Regions from separate parts of the Sus scrofa genome. Here regions 2 and 3 are each linked to region 1. A link is a contact called in public Hi-C data. All regions are on one chromosome and are shown on one strand. Each heading gives the region's core, a stretch centred on a gene start, on an enhancer-like site or on the middle of the called end of the contact. The rest is flanking DNA. Distances are from core to core; before and after follow the strand shown.

Evidence for each region. A called contact is a pair of places that touch in the nucleus more often than the background predicts.
Region 2: a contact with region 1 is called in a Hi-C map of embryonic fibroblasts, with 3 times the contacts expected there. The contact joins the enhancer-like site here to the promoter of ALDH9A1 in region 1. A contact is called at or near these places in 3 of 5 promoter capture datasets (fetal liver, fetal skeletal muscle and liver), 28 of 47 Hi-C or Micro-C datasets (adipose tissue, alveolar macrophages, blood and 15 more) and 2 of 2 datasets of contacts at active chromatin or transcription factors (alveolar macrophages and skeletal muscle).
Region 3: a Hi-C map of retroperitoneal adipose tissue shows a contact between it and region 1, with 1.9 times the contacts expected there. The contact joins the enhancer-like site here to the promoter of ALDH9A1 in region 1. A contact is called at or near these places in 5 of 5 promoter capture datasets (fetal liver, fetal skeletal muscle, liver and 1 more), 29 of 47 Hi-C or Micro-C datasets (adipose tissue, alveolar macrophages, blood and 16 more) and 2 of 2 datasets of contacts at active chromatin or transcription factors (alveolar macrophages and skeletal muscle).

The regions. Positions count from the first base shown.
Region 1 is chr4:85,027,849-85,032,284 of Sscrofa11.1, forward strand. It overlaps ALDH9A1 (4-trimethylaminobutyraldehyde dehydrogenase), which reads left to right and starts at 2,066. Exons shown (of 11, transcript XM_021089487.1): 1 at 2,066-2,222. The coding sequence starts at 2,159.
Region 2 is chr4:84,822,731-84,827,166 of Sscrofa11.1, forward strand. No RefSeq gene overlaps it. Among named protein-coding and RNA genes, the nearest start is that of UCK2, 94 kb to the right of the region's middle. Within about 2 kb of position 1,976, at least 5 of the 83 cell types and tissues checked have an H3K27ac peak or open chromatin away from gene starts, as enhancers often do. A contact at or near this core is called in embryonic fibroblasts, where this site is marked.
Region 3 is chr4:84,846,076-84,850,511 of Sscrofa11.1, forward strand. It overlaps UCK2 (uridine-cytidine kinase 2), which reads right to left. Exons shown (of 7, transcript XM_021089486.1): 5 at 396-493. Among named protein-coding and RNA genes, the nearest start is that of UCK2, 71 kb to the right of the region's middle. Within about 2 kb of position 2,351, at least 26 of the 83 cell types and tissues checked have an H3K27ac peak or open chromatin away from gene starts, as enhancers often do. A contact at or near this core is called in adipose tissue, mesenteric adipose tissue, omental adipose tissue and 3 more, where this site is marked.

The sequences.
Region 1 (4,436 bases), core at 816-3,315:
ACTCCCTCGATCTGTGTTAATCCCATTTTCTCTCACAGATTTATGAGCAGTAAGTGAGAAAATAAATGTGAAAGGTTTTGCAACCTATAAAGTCTCTTTACATGTTGGGTTTTGCCAATAATATATATTAATGACACTAATAATAAAAGCAGTGATAGGCAAATGGAAGAGCTGAATATTTTGGCAGAGGTTTGCCCTTTTTATAATTTATGAATTATATCAACAGACATGACCGCATATCTAAAATGAACATCAGGCAGGAATCATGATCTGACATGTCAAAATGTGTTTGTTGGGGCAGAACATTATAAATAGGAATTGCTCCCTCCTCCCCCTGGATAAAAACCTTGAGATGTATGGTCTCTGTACACACAAGTGACCATCCTTGCTCCAGTGATCCTGGAAATCTACTTTGCTCCTCACCAACTCATGATATGTTTCAAGTCTGCTTCTAACCTCTAACAATAACAAAGGTAGTAGCTGAGTTTGGTCCCAGGTTGTTTTAAATTTGAATAATGCTCTTTCCATTTGAGGACTGTAGAAAGTAACATAATGTCTTTTCTATCAAAGGAAATCTTGGTTACTCCATTTTGCTGGGGGTTTTGGCTGAAACGCCTTCCTGGGACACCCCCCTCCTCTTTCCCTCCTCTCCCAGGAACAATTGTTTCAGGTTAGCCAATGGAGAAGAATGTGCACCCTGACCTGACCAATGGGAAGGGGACAGATACATCACCTGTGATAGGGATAAATAGGGAGGGTCTTTTCCTCTTTGCCCCTGCTTTTTGAGTACCCGCACCCTTCTGCAGAAGTAGAGAACCTTGTCTAGATCTCCCCGTGTTCACGTGTCTCATTTTCTGACACTGAAGATCTGAGCCATCTCCCCAACAGGACAAAGGCCTACAAATCTCATAGCATTGAGAGGGTTAACAAATTGGCATAGGGTTCTGGAAAAGCTGACCAGTGTCATTTATTTCTATTTTAAACCTGAAAATCACCCTCCCTAATATCATGTTGGAAATAAAAGGAAAAGAAAAGAACATTGAGAAAGACTGCAGCCCCTAGGAGAGAAACATGCCTGCAGGAAATCATGGAATGTAAAAATGGCCAATTAATTTCTGTTCATGAAGTCTTTGCAGCATATGCATGGGAGTGCAGTCTGAAGAAAGAACAGGATTGCTTTTGTGTAAGCTCCCTTAGCTGACACGATCTTGCGAGTCCCTCCAAGTGGCTGTACAGAGTGTCTTTTTTCCTCATACCTTCTCATGAGGCCTTTGGTTTTTATAAACTATTATGTTTTTGTTTGTGCTATTTGTCATCGATAGCATTCACACAGCTCTTTTAGAATTTAAAAAGCAGTTTCACACGACAATATTGTATGTTTCTTTGACAGTCCTTCCCTTGGTCTTTACCATAACTTTTTAAAAAAAAAGACTTAGGAGTTCCCATACAGGCTCAGCCTAAATGAATCTGACTAGGAACCTTAAGGTTGTGGGTTCATCCCTGGCCTCGCTCAGTGGGTTAAGGATCCGGTGTTGCCGTGAGCTGTGGTGTGGTTTGCAGGTGCGGCTGGGATCAGATGTTGCTGTGGCTCTGGCGTAGGCCAGCAGCAACAGCTCCGTTTAGACCCCTAGCCTGGGAACTTCCATATGCCGTGGGTGCTGCCCTCAAAAAGGCAAAAGACAAAACAACAAAAAAAGAGACAATATTAAGTAATTTTAATACATTCATAAGGAGCCTTAGAGCGATGCTTAGCAAATAATAAGTGCTCAGATCATTTACTGAACATCATGTACATTCCAGGCAGGGAACCTGAATGAATGCTTCGTTTGCATTTTCACAATAACTTTTAAAAAGTCCTATTATGTATATAAAGAAATGGCGGCTTAAGAGTGAAGTAACCAAAGTAAAATTCCTAGCACGCCAATTCTTCATTTTCTTTAGTCGAAAGGATCAGGAGTAGGATCTTAAGGATGAGTACATGCAGTGATGTACCAGAAAACTCTGGTTCCAAATACTGATCTGGAAGAAGAAAGTGAAAGTGAGCGAGGGAGAGAAAGCGCGCGTGCGTCTGTGCATGTGTCAGTGAGCGTAAGGCTCTGGTTGTCACGCATCCTTTCGGCTGTGCGAGGACCGGACCTGCACCACGGAGGAGCCCCAAATGAAGGTCCCCAAAAGCCTCCCAAACTCCGCCCTGGAAGGTCGGGCTCTTGCCAGGAGACCGGGTAACTCTAGTCCTAGCCCTGCCACGCCCCTCAGCCCCCTCCGCGAGCTCTGCCCTCGAGCGGCCTGCCCCTCCCACGGCCCCGCCCCTAGCCCCTTCCGTCTCTCGGTCCCGCCCCCAAAGCCCTGCCCCTCCCCTCGGCCCCTTAACTGGTGCCCACGCCTCCCTCGCGTGTTTCTCCGAGCTGGCCTAGCCGTTCTCTCTCCGCTTCTCCGCACTCTCCGGCCTGCTCCGGTCGCTGCGATGAGCACTGGCACCTTCATCGTGTCACAGCCACTTAATTACCGCGGCGGGGCCCGCGTGGATCCGGTGGACGCCTCCGGCACCGAGAAGGCGTTCGAGCCGGCAACCGGTAACTGGACGGAGATCAGGCTGCCAGGGCCTGGGTGGCCAGGCTGCAGACGCCATGCGGGCTGGGTTAGGGGCAGGGTCGGGCGGGGGTTGACGCTCCCCCGCCTGAGGGGTGCGCCTGTTCTAGGCCCTGAACCTTCATTCGGTGCGTTCAGCAAACGTTTATTGACCACAGACACTTGACGGTGTAGAGTATAAAGTTGTATGTGTGTGCCTGCAGCTAACGCTGCTGTGCAAACACGAGTGCATCTGCACCCGGACAGGAAGGGAGTCTAGGAAACTGGAAAAGCTGGTGAGTTGCGCGGCGGGGTCATGGGTAATTTTACAACGGCCTGAACAGAGAGCCCACAAAGGTGCGTGAGGTGGTGTCTTTGTTAATTATTACCCTTTAAAGCTGGGACTGCAGTTCTGTCTTCCGCGGTGCCCTTAGTAGAGGAGTTCTAGAAGGACGGGGGTGAAAAGAAACACGTGCCAAAATGGAGGTGCTCGCACAAATGATTCTAATGAGCAAGACTGAGGACTTTGTTGCCATCTCCTAGTGTTAAAACGTTTCTGAACATAAATCGGAACTGAGAAGAGGGGACGAAATCTTGCTTCTATCCAGTGATTAATGTGTGCCAAGCACTGTGCCAGGCCTCAGATCACAAAGCAAATGAGAGGTTTTGTTTTGTGTTTGTTTTGCTGGGTTTTATGGAATATTTATGGGGAGAGAAATGTAAATGTTTGCGCAAACCGGAATGGCATGTAGCCAGAGAGATTTAAAACTGGATTTCAAAGGCCTGGGGAATTTAGGTTTGACCAATTACACTGAAGCGCAGAGCGCTGACTTGCCAGCAGGAAGGGGTCGCAGACATCATCAGGGTCTCCTTTAGGTAGGAGGAAACAGCCTCTTGACCCCCACCTCCATGTTGATGCAAAAGAAAGAACAATTGCTCTTTATATTAATCCCCTACAGTTGTGTGAGATCTTTAGCCACTGCCGTTACCAATTGGCTATTCAAATTTGTAACAAATTGCAGGTTTGTCAGATCTCTGGGAAAAAGCAGAGTTCTAGGTTTTCTTGTGGGAGGGGAAAAGAAACTGCTGACTTGACGTCTTAGGGAATTCGTTTTGGTAGAGTCAGTCACAACCCTTGGGATTTGGGTCTAGAAAAACTGATCATTTCATATTTTGCCCCGAATCGGGATAGGGAATACAATTGAAATAAGAAGAGACCTTTTTTCCCCTGTATTTGAGAGAGTTTTCTTCTATTAGGAATATCTTTTCTTGATATTCTGTTTATTAACCATATTTGTCAAGTGTCAGTAGTATTATATCACTTGTATAGAACATAAACCAGTGATTTAAAATCAGAGTTTGGAGTTCCCATCGTGGCTCAGTGGTAACAAACCCGACTAGTATCCAAAAGGACTCCAGTTCAATTCCTGGCCTCTCTCAGTGGGTTAAGGATCCAGTGTTGCTGTGAGCTGTGGTGTTGGTGGCAGATGTGGCTGTGGCCTAGGCTGGCAACTACAGCTCTGATTTGACCCCTAGCTTGGGAACTTCCATATGCTGAGGGTGAGGCCCTAAAAATACCAAAAAAAGAAAAAAAATCAAAGTTCATGACCCAGGAGACTGAGTATAGTTTTGCTTTTGCAAACCCTTTCAGATTCCCAAACATTGCTAAGCAGTGTTGCAAAATATTTGAAAGGAAGTTAATGTAAGTAAACCCAAGTGTAAAATAGAGCAGGGTGGGGGTTCTTACTCCAAAGTTCATGGTGTACTAGGCAAGGAACCAGATCTCTGTAATTCTGTGAAGTCTGCAACTTTTGTTAGGCGCTTAAAAGGCGTAGTGACCCTTAAATAAGAGTTAAGAACTACTGGTA
Region 2 (4,436 bases), core at 726-3,225, 210 kb before region 1:
CTGCCAGCCTACACCACAGCCACAACAGTGCCATATCTGAGCCACATCTGTGATCTACACCACAGCTTGCAGCAATGCCAGATTCTTAACCCACTGAGTGAGGCCAGAGATCGAACTTGCTTCTTCGTGGATGTTTTGTTGGGTTCTTAACCCACTGAACCACAACAGGAACTTCAATATATTGTCTTTTTTTTTTTTTTTTTTTTTGTCTTTATAGGTCCGTGCCCTTGGCATATGGATGTTCCCAGGCTAGGGGTCAAATGGGAGCTGTTGCTGCCAGCCTACACCAGAGCCACAGCAACTCAGGATCCGAGCCACGTCTGTGACCTACACCACAGCTCATGGCAATGCTGGATCTTTAACCCACTGAGCAAGGACAGAGATCCAACCTGCAACCTCAAGGTTCCTGGTTGGATTCATTTCCGCTGAGCCATGACAGGAACTTCCCTTCAACATATTGTCTTTAAAATAGATTCTGGTGGCAAAGAAACCCAAAAAGTCCCACAAGGGTGTTCCTCCATGTGGCAGAAGACAAGCATGGGGACCTGTCTCCAGGCTGTCCTCCCTTCCCCTCTTCCCACCAACCTGGAGTCTCCCATCTGCCAGAGGAGTTGGTCCCCTTCCCTCAACAGCGAGTGGGGATGGGAAAACCCCCACTGGCCATAGGTTCCTTTATCACCTTGGTCCTGAAAAGGGACAGCGTTTTTTTCCCTTGGGAGCTTGTTCCAGGGTTAGGACAGTGTCACACTCCACTCTTACAGCCCAACTCCACCGACACACTCCATCTCCGCCCTGCCTAAAGACCCCTGCCCAGAGAAGGAAAAGCACCCTTTTCCCAAGCCTGAGCATATCCTTCCCACACAGCTTAAGACAGGGACTCCTGCTACAGGAGGCCCCCCTTCTCAGATGCCAGGCTGCATCAGGCCCAGGAAACAGCAGAGCAGGTCCCTGACACTGCCGTACCCTCGGCTCTGAACCAGCCTGGTACATGTCAACCAGCAGTGGATCTTCTCTCCCAGAAGAGCTTACATTCTAATCCATTCAACGAATGTCCAAGTGGGAGCATTTCCATCCTGGTTCAGCAGTAACAAACCCAACTAGTATCCATGAGGATACGGGTTCAATCCCTGGCCCTGCTCAGTGGGTTAAGGTTCTGGTGTCGCCATGAGTTATGGTATAGGTTGCAGACGTGGCTGAGATCCAGCATTTCTCTGCCTGTGGCTGTGGCATAGGCTGGCAGTTACAGCTCCAACTGGACCTTTAGCCTGGGAACTTCCACATACCATGGGTACAGCCCTAAAAAGACACACACACACACACACACACACACACACACACAAAAGTCCAAATGGGCCTAAACTTCCCTGAAGGAATTTCAGAAAAATTTACATGAGCAATTCTTTTAATGCCTCCTAAGTCTGTAACACTTAGGAATTTTCAAAGCATTTAACCATTAACACCTCACTTAAATATGACACAGTTCTGGGAGGTGGTAAGGACCAATATTATGATCCCTAAATGAAACTGAGGCTTAGAGACAGTTAATCCGGGGTCTCACAACAAGTCAACTGCAAAACTAGGCCTAGGAGGAAAACTTGATGGGAATGATACAATGTATACACATGAAACACCTGTAAGAAGAGGTTGGGTGAGACTGGGAGGGGGTGACACGGACCAGGAGGGCTCCATCTCACAGACTGACCAGCAGAGGAGGTCAGAGTTTCCTCCTTATTGGGACTCCTAGGGTCTAGGAAGTTGAATCACTGTGCACATACCATTCTGCCTTAGAGAAACACTGTCTATATACGAGTGGCAGCTGGCCATTTATGAGGCCCCTGAGGGCAGGGGAACTTTGGCACCGTATTTGGCACAGTATAGGTGTTCAGTGTTTTTGAAGTAAAAGTCTTCCGGCTGTCCTGAAGGTTAAAGCAGGACATGACTGTGCTATGGCTCACTCACGCCATCTAGTGGCCAGTTCTAAGAGGAACCAGATCACTGATGGAGTTGAGTTTCCCAAGCCAATCAGGCAGCACAGCCACACCTAGCTACAGCCCATTCCTCGGTGAAGAACTCAGAGATTTCCATGACACTCTTTAAAAATATGTGTACATCTCATGTTAGCACTGTGCCTGGCTCCAAAACAAAAGTTAAATAAATGGCCAACTATTGGGCATCGATTTTGTGGACAAGTACTATGCAGGAGACTGTGAAGATACAAGAAAAGCATATTTCACAGTTTCTGAACTTGAAGAGCCCACAGGTTAATTTGAAGTAACAACACTCCATACCCTAGGCAACCCAGCACACTCACATACTTAGAAAAATGGAAGTGTTTGAACTACACATAACATTTGTCCCTATCAGCAAAGCAGAATTTTTCTGGAGAAAATAAGTTTGAAAAAAACCAATGGGATATTTTTTTTTTCACTGTTGCAACTCAGATAAGCAGAAAACCCTCTTGCTATAAAATACTAGTATTTTATACAAAAAAAATGTTTTGCTTAATATGTAGCTGAGTACATAAGAAAAAAAAATTTTTAATGTACAGGGGCCACAAATAGAAGTTGAAAACATAAGGATAAGACACTAGAAAATGAACAAGCAGATTTGTAATAATATGAAATCATTTCTCTAAAAGCTAAAAATTTGGCCAATGAAATTAAAACTCAGTGGATAAGTTTTAGACAGCAGGTTGAACATGGCTAAAGAGCCAATAAATGAATTGAAAATAGATTAGATAAATTTTGCAAAAGTATAAATTAAAAAAAGGAAAAATGGGAATTCTCACTGTGGCACAATGGGATTGGCAGCATCTCTGGAGCACTGAGGATGCAGGTTTGATCCTCAGCCCAGCACAGTGGTTTAGGGATCCAGCATCGCCACAGCTGTGGCATAGGTCACAACTGCAGCTCAGATGTGAGCCCTGACCCGGAAACTCCATATACTATGGGGCAGCCAAAAAAAGCGGAAAAATAGAATGAGAGTAAGAGGCTTAGTGGAAAGAATAAAGGGTCTTAATACATGTAACTACAGATCCATAGAGAGAAAAATGAGGCGGCACCCAGGAAAAGATAAGAACTATGAACTTTTTAGGAGTTCCCACTGTGGCTCAGCAGAAACAAATCCAACTAGTATCCATGAGGACACAGGTTCAATCCCTGGCCTCATTCAGTAGGTTTAGGATCTGGCGTTGCCTTGAACTGTTGGTGTAGGCTGGCAGCTGCAGCTCCAATTCAACTCCTGGCCTGGGAACCTCCATATGCCTTGGGTGCGGCCTAAAAAGACACAAAAAAAGAAAAAGAAAGAAAGAAAGAAAAAAGAAAAGAACTACAAACTTTCCAGACTATATGACACACGGAGGTCTTGCCAATCAGGAAGCACAAGTATGAAAAATAAAAATAGATCCTCATCTCAACACCTCATGGCAAACTGCAGAACATCAAAGACAATGAGAAGTTTTTTTTTTAAAAAAAAGGCAATAGAAAAATGTTCAAAATTTTAAAAGGATATATACAGCTAAATTCACTTCCCAGAGCGAAAGTACAATAGACATTTTCCAACAAAAAATATACCACCAACACCCTCCGTAAAATATCACTAAAAGGAGTGCTTTAGGGAAAAAATTAAATGTAGAATCAAGAAGAACAATGTAAAATGAAATAGTGAACAAAGGCATTAATAAAAGTCTGGGTAAATATAAAACAAGCACTTTCACCATAAACAATTTTTTAAAAACCACAGTGATAACGAACTTAGAGAATATAAAAACAAGGTGGATAAAATAGAAAAAATGTATATATAGTCTAAGCACTTTGCGGTACATCTGAAACATTTTAAGTCACCCACTTCAATAAAATAAATTTTTTTAATTTAAAAATTTTTTAAGAAGCAAAGTGGAAATAAAACTCTTAGCAATGCTAAAATATGCTGGACTGCGTGATCAGAGTTAAATCTTCCTGAAGTTTTTGTATTGTTCAGTAGGAGATTAGAGATATTTTCAAGTCAAGCATGCATGTTAATTTTAAAAGTTAATCACTAACATAAGAAAAATATAATGCGTAATTTTCAAACCTGTAGAGAGAATGAAATTCAATGCAGAAATCTTCAAGAACTCTTCATTAAATATGGTATATTGAACCATGGTTTTATCTCTGCTCCCTCCCAAAACTACTCTAAAAATAGTATGAACATTAATAAGTGTGTTTAGCAAGGTTGCAAGATAAGAGACCAGTATACAAAAACCAATTGTTGGAGTTCCCTGGTGGCCTAAAGGTTAAGAACCTGGTGTTATCACTGCTGTGGCACAGAACCAATCCCTCACCCGGGAATGTCCACATGCCACATGTCAATTGTGGAGTTCCTGTAGTGGCTCAGCTGAAATGAATCTGACTAGGAAATAATGAGGTTGCAGGTTTGATCCCTGGCCTTGCTCAGTG
Region 3 (4,436 bases), core at 1,101-3,600, 180 kb before region 1:
AAGGAACACCCTGTAGCTGCAGACTCCCTGCACCGCCACCCTAACTGCAGACCTTCTGAAGATCCAAATGGCCGAGTCTGTTCTTAAATAAGACACACCCTCCATAAAGGGTCTCACGCCGTGAGCCCACCAAGCAAGACGTGTACAGCTTGTTGGAATCAGACAGCAGGATCCTGAAGGGCTACCCCGAGAAAAAGAGTGGTAGGTCAGTGCTCCTGGAGAACACACTGGCAGGACACCCAAGGCTGCCCTTTCTTGGGATGTGAGGACAGAGGAGCAGTCAGAGCGAGGAGGGAGGGAGATTCCAGCTGGGCAGCTCCACTTATATACCTTTATTTGTATGCTTAAAATTGTAAAGTCTAAATTCAATGAAAAAAAACAGGAACACAACTCACGGGCAAGCAGAATTCCTCAAAGGCAGGCTTGACGAACGTAATGTACTGAGATAAAATCTGCTCAAGGTCCCTCCCTCTTTCGCTGATGTCCCTTAATACTAGAAGAGAAGGAAAAACAAGAATCAAGAAAACAGTGCCTGAGTCAACACATGTCCGCCCTTCACGAGGCTCCACACTGACGCTCCATGATTCACAAGCTGGACTCCTGAGAGACTTGACCAAGAGCCGGTCGGCAGCAGCTTTGGGAAAAACAAGTGGCCTTTCCCCGTCTTGCTACAGTGAGATTCAGCTATGACAAAATGTTCTCCAAAGCAAAAGGTTGTCCAGGCAAGGCCAAGAGTCTTCTGGTTTCAAGCAACATTTGACCCAAATAAAACTTCATTGTGAACAACACCAGCAAAAATAAGTAAATAAAATAAAATAAAACAAAATGAAAGGCAGGACAGTCCTGGAAAGCTCAGAACAGAAAGGAGACTGGGCCCAGAAAGACGGTGGGGCTTCCTGGCAAAGAAGGCATGTTGTCAGGAGACTCCTTTACCAGGAGATTTCTGCTTTGCCCACCTTGACCCTGTCTCCTTGTACTTAGCTGTGTTCAAGCCAGAGACTTTCTGCTGATGTGCCACCTTTTCCTGCCAGGCTCCCACCCACATTCAAGCCCCTATGGGGGCTGGAAGGTAGACAGAGGGATCCGGCTGTGGTCCATCATTCCTGTCCACCTCAAGCACAGAGGTTTGCAAAGAGAACACCACTCAGGGAAAGATGAGAAAACCATGGTATAAGACAGACACTGGGCCAGAGCTGTGAAGGAGCCCAGATGGACCCAAACTCACCCTCCTCTACAGTCTTCCTCCTGGGGGGTGTTCTTCAGGGACTTACATCAAACACTGCTTGGGGGAGGGGGGGACCCACATCTGCGGCATAAAGAAGTTCCTGGGGCCAGAGATCAAATCCAAGCTGCAGCCACGACCTATACCATAGCTCACAGCAGTGCTGGGTCCTGGACCCACCGAGCGAGGCCAGGGATCAAACCCACATTCTCAGGGATACTAGCTGGATTCGTTTCCACTGCACCACAATAGGAACTCCAACACCAGATCCTTAACTCACTGTGCTGGGCCAGGAATCAAAACTGCGGCCGCTACAAAGACAATGCCAGATCCTTAACCCACAGCACCACAGTGGGAACTCCCATCAAGCACTGCTTTTAATAGGACCTTTTGTCAAAAATGGAAAAGGATCTGGAGTCCTGATTTGGCCACTGTTTACTAACTTTCCTGGGACTGAGTTTCCCCCAAACTCAGCAGTGAGTTTGACTTCTCCAATCAAAACAGCTCCTCCCTACAAATGTTTTTCACTCTTGGCTGTTAAATCTTTCCCTCCCACTCCCAGAGGGTATCAAATCCATCTACAATCACTTATGATGGCCCCTCTGCTCCTGTGTATCATTTCTCAGGTAAAAGTTTCCGTGTGGGATGCAATTTGCTGTAAACAAACATAGGGAATACTTATGAGTGATTTCTGGAAAGCCACGTCTAAATAGCCCTGTGTTTGCATACAGGCACGCACAGAGGAACGCATGCACGTGGGCAGGGGCAGGAAAGAGGAAGAGTCTGCGGTTAGGATCCAAGCCAGCGTGAAGCCTGTAAGAGCAGATGGTTGGAAAACTGTCAGGAAGACCCCGCTGCCGAGAGAGAGCTGGCTAATACAATGCCGCCGCCGCCAGACTTCTCAACCAGCTCCTCAATTCATAGGGAGTTTTTCCCCCGTGAGCCCTGGCAATAAAGTGGTTGGTCCCTAATTCGTCAGGATTTGCCTCAAACCCTGCCGGCTGTGCACACAGGCCAGCCAGGAAATGGTCTTCTCGGGCATTTGGACACGGGGCCCTGCTGCTGCGGCCGCCGCTGTCTGCCAGGGATGCTCGGCCAAGGAGGAGCCCTGAGAGCTGCCACGTGGCTCAACCCAACAAGCCTCGGAGCGTGGGCACGCGGGCCAACAAGCTCAGCTCGCCAAAACACACAGTCCATGTAGCCTCCAGCTCTTCACACATTTCCAGATAAAGTCCAAAGAAAAAAGGAAGCCAGACCAAAAGGGTATCAGAGCTGGGGAAAAAGCAAACAAGCGCCTGTGCGCGCAGGCAGCTTTGACTCAAAAGCCCTGCAAAAAAAGCCTGGTGCCAGGTTCGTTTCACATATCTCACACACCTGCTGGCAGCTTCAGGATCATGGGACCCTCCGCCCTTCCCCCAGGGGACACACACACACACACACACACACACACACACACACACACATCTTTTGCACAGCTCTGCCACTACCCTCAGCCCAGGCCTGCAGCTCTCCTGTGCCTTGCAGATCCAAGTCACCTGTCACATGTCACATCACAGAAGCGGGGAACAGGCCAGGGAGAAAGCAGGTAGAGCAGGTAAGTCACACCTGCGTCTGCTCTGAAACCCAAAGCCCCTTCTGGCCCCACCATCTAGAGTGACCGGGGTAAAAAGGACCCGATTTGAATCCTGACCCCATTACCTACTACCTCTGTGGCCTAAGACAATTTACTTAACCTCTTTCAATCTCATTTTCCTTAACTGTAAAGCAGAGACCATAAGAGCAAGTTTCTCACAAAGCTGCCACTCAGGAAGACAGAGATTTACACAAAACTCTTCAGCACTGTGGCTGGCACAGGGTGTGTTCAATAAAGCCGATTTTTTAGAACAGACCATTAGAAAGGAGGACAGGAACTGTGAACTCAGGTGAGCAGGCTGGACCTAGGTAGTGGGGGGAGGGGAAGAGTCTGACAGGGCAGCTGGGAAGGTAGGGGTGGGGCAGGGTGGGGAGGGACAAACAGGGACGACAGGGAGGAGGCATCCTGCAGCTTCTACCCTGGAAAAGGAGCCGGAAAGTGAGTCAGAATGTTGCCCAGAAATTAGGAACACGCAAAACCAGAAGACATTGCCCGCCTCGGCTCCCAAGAGCCTTCCAGCAAGATATCACCTTAAACAGATCAGGACCCCTCCCTGAGCCAAGGACAACTCGGGGCCAGCCAGTTCACTGCACTGAAATATCCTCCTGCTCAGAGTCAGGAAACAGGGCCAGCCAACGGCTGAGTCAGAACAAGGTCTTGGCACAAACCGGAAACTCCAGGGACGCAAAATCGGCTCCCTCATCATCACCCTGACCCCTGGCTGGGCCAGGACAGGCGCTCTCAGAGGGCCTTGTGGGGGTAAAGGTCAGGGGCCTTCAGGTCTACCCTTCCCTGCCCGGCTGCCACTCAGCCCTTCCAACAAAACAGCTAGTGCTGCTTCTGGCAGCCAAAGCCAAGAACCAAATGTAGGAGGACCCAGAATAAATGCAATTCCTCAGCGGTTGGCAATTCACTTTAAAAGTTACTTGAGGAGGGAGTTCCCTTCGTGGTTCAGTGGTTAACGAACTGGACTAGGAACCATGAGGATGCAGGTTCGATCCCTTACCTCGCTCAGTGGGTTAAGGATCCGGCACTGCCGTGAGCTGTGGTGTAGGTCTCAGATTTGGCTCAGATTCTGCATTGCTGTGGCTATGGCGTAGGCCAGTGGCTATAGCTCCAAATCGGTCCCTAGCCTAGGAACCTCCATATGTCGCAAGTACAGCCCTAAAATAGCAAAAAAAAAGAAAAAAAAAAAATTACTTGAGGAGGAGTTCCTGTTGTGGCTCAGCAGTAATGAACCCAACTAGTATCCATGAGGACACAGGTTCGATTCCTGGTCCGGCTCAGTGGGTTAAGGATCTGGTACTGCCATGAACTGCGGTATAGGTCACAGATGCGGCTCGGATCCCTTGTTGCTGTGGCTGGCAGCTGCATCTCTGATTCGACCTCTAGCCTGGGAACTTCCATATGCTTTTTACAGCCCCAAAAAGTGAAAAAAATAAAATAAAATAAAAAATAAAGTTACTTGAGGAGATGTGTTACTCTAGTACAAGAGCGGACTGACTATGTCAGGATCCCACTGCAGCCCTAATTCCACATGAACCAGGCACAGAGAGCCATGGTGGGCAAGAGGCCAGGGGT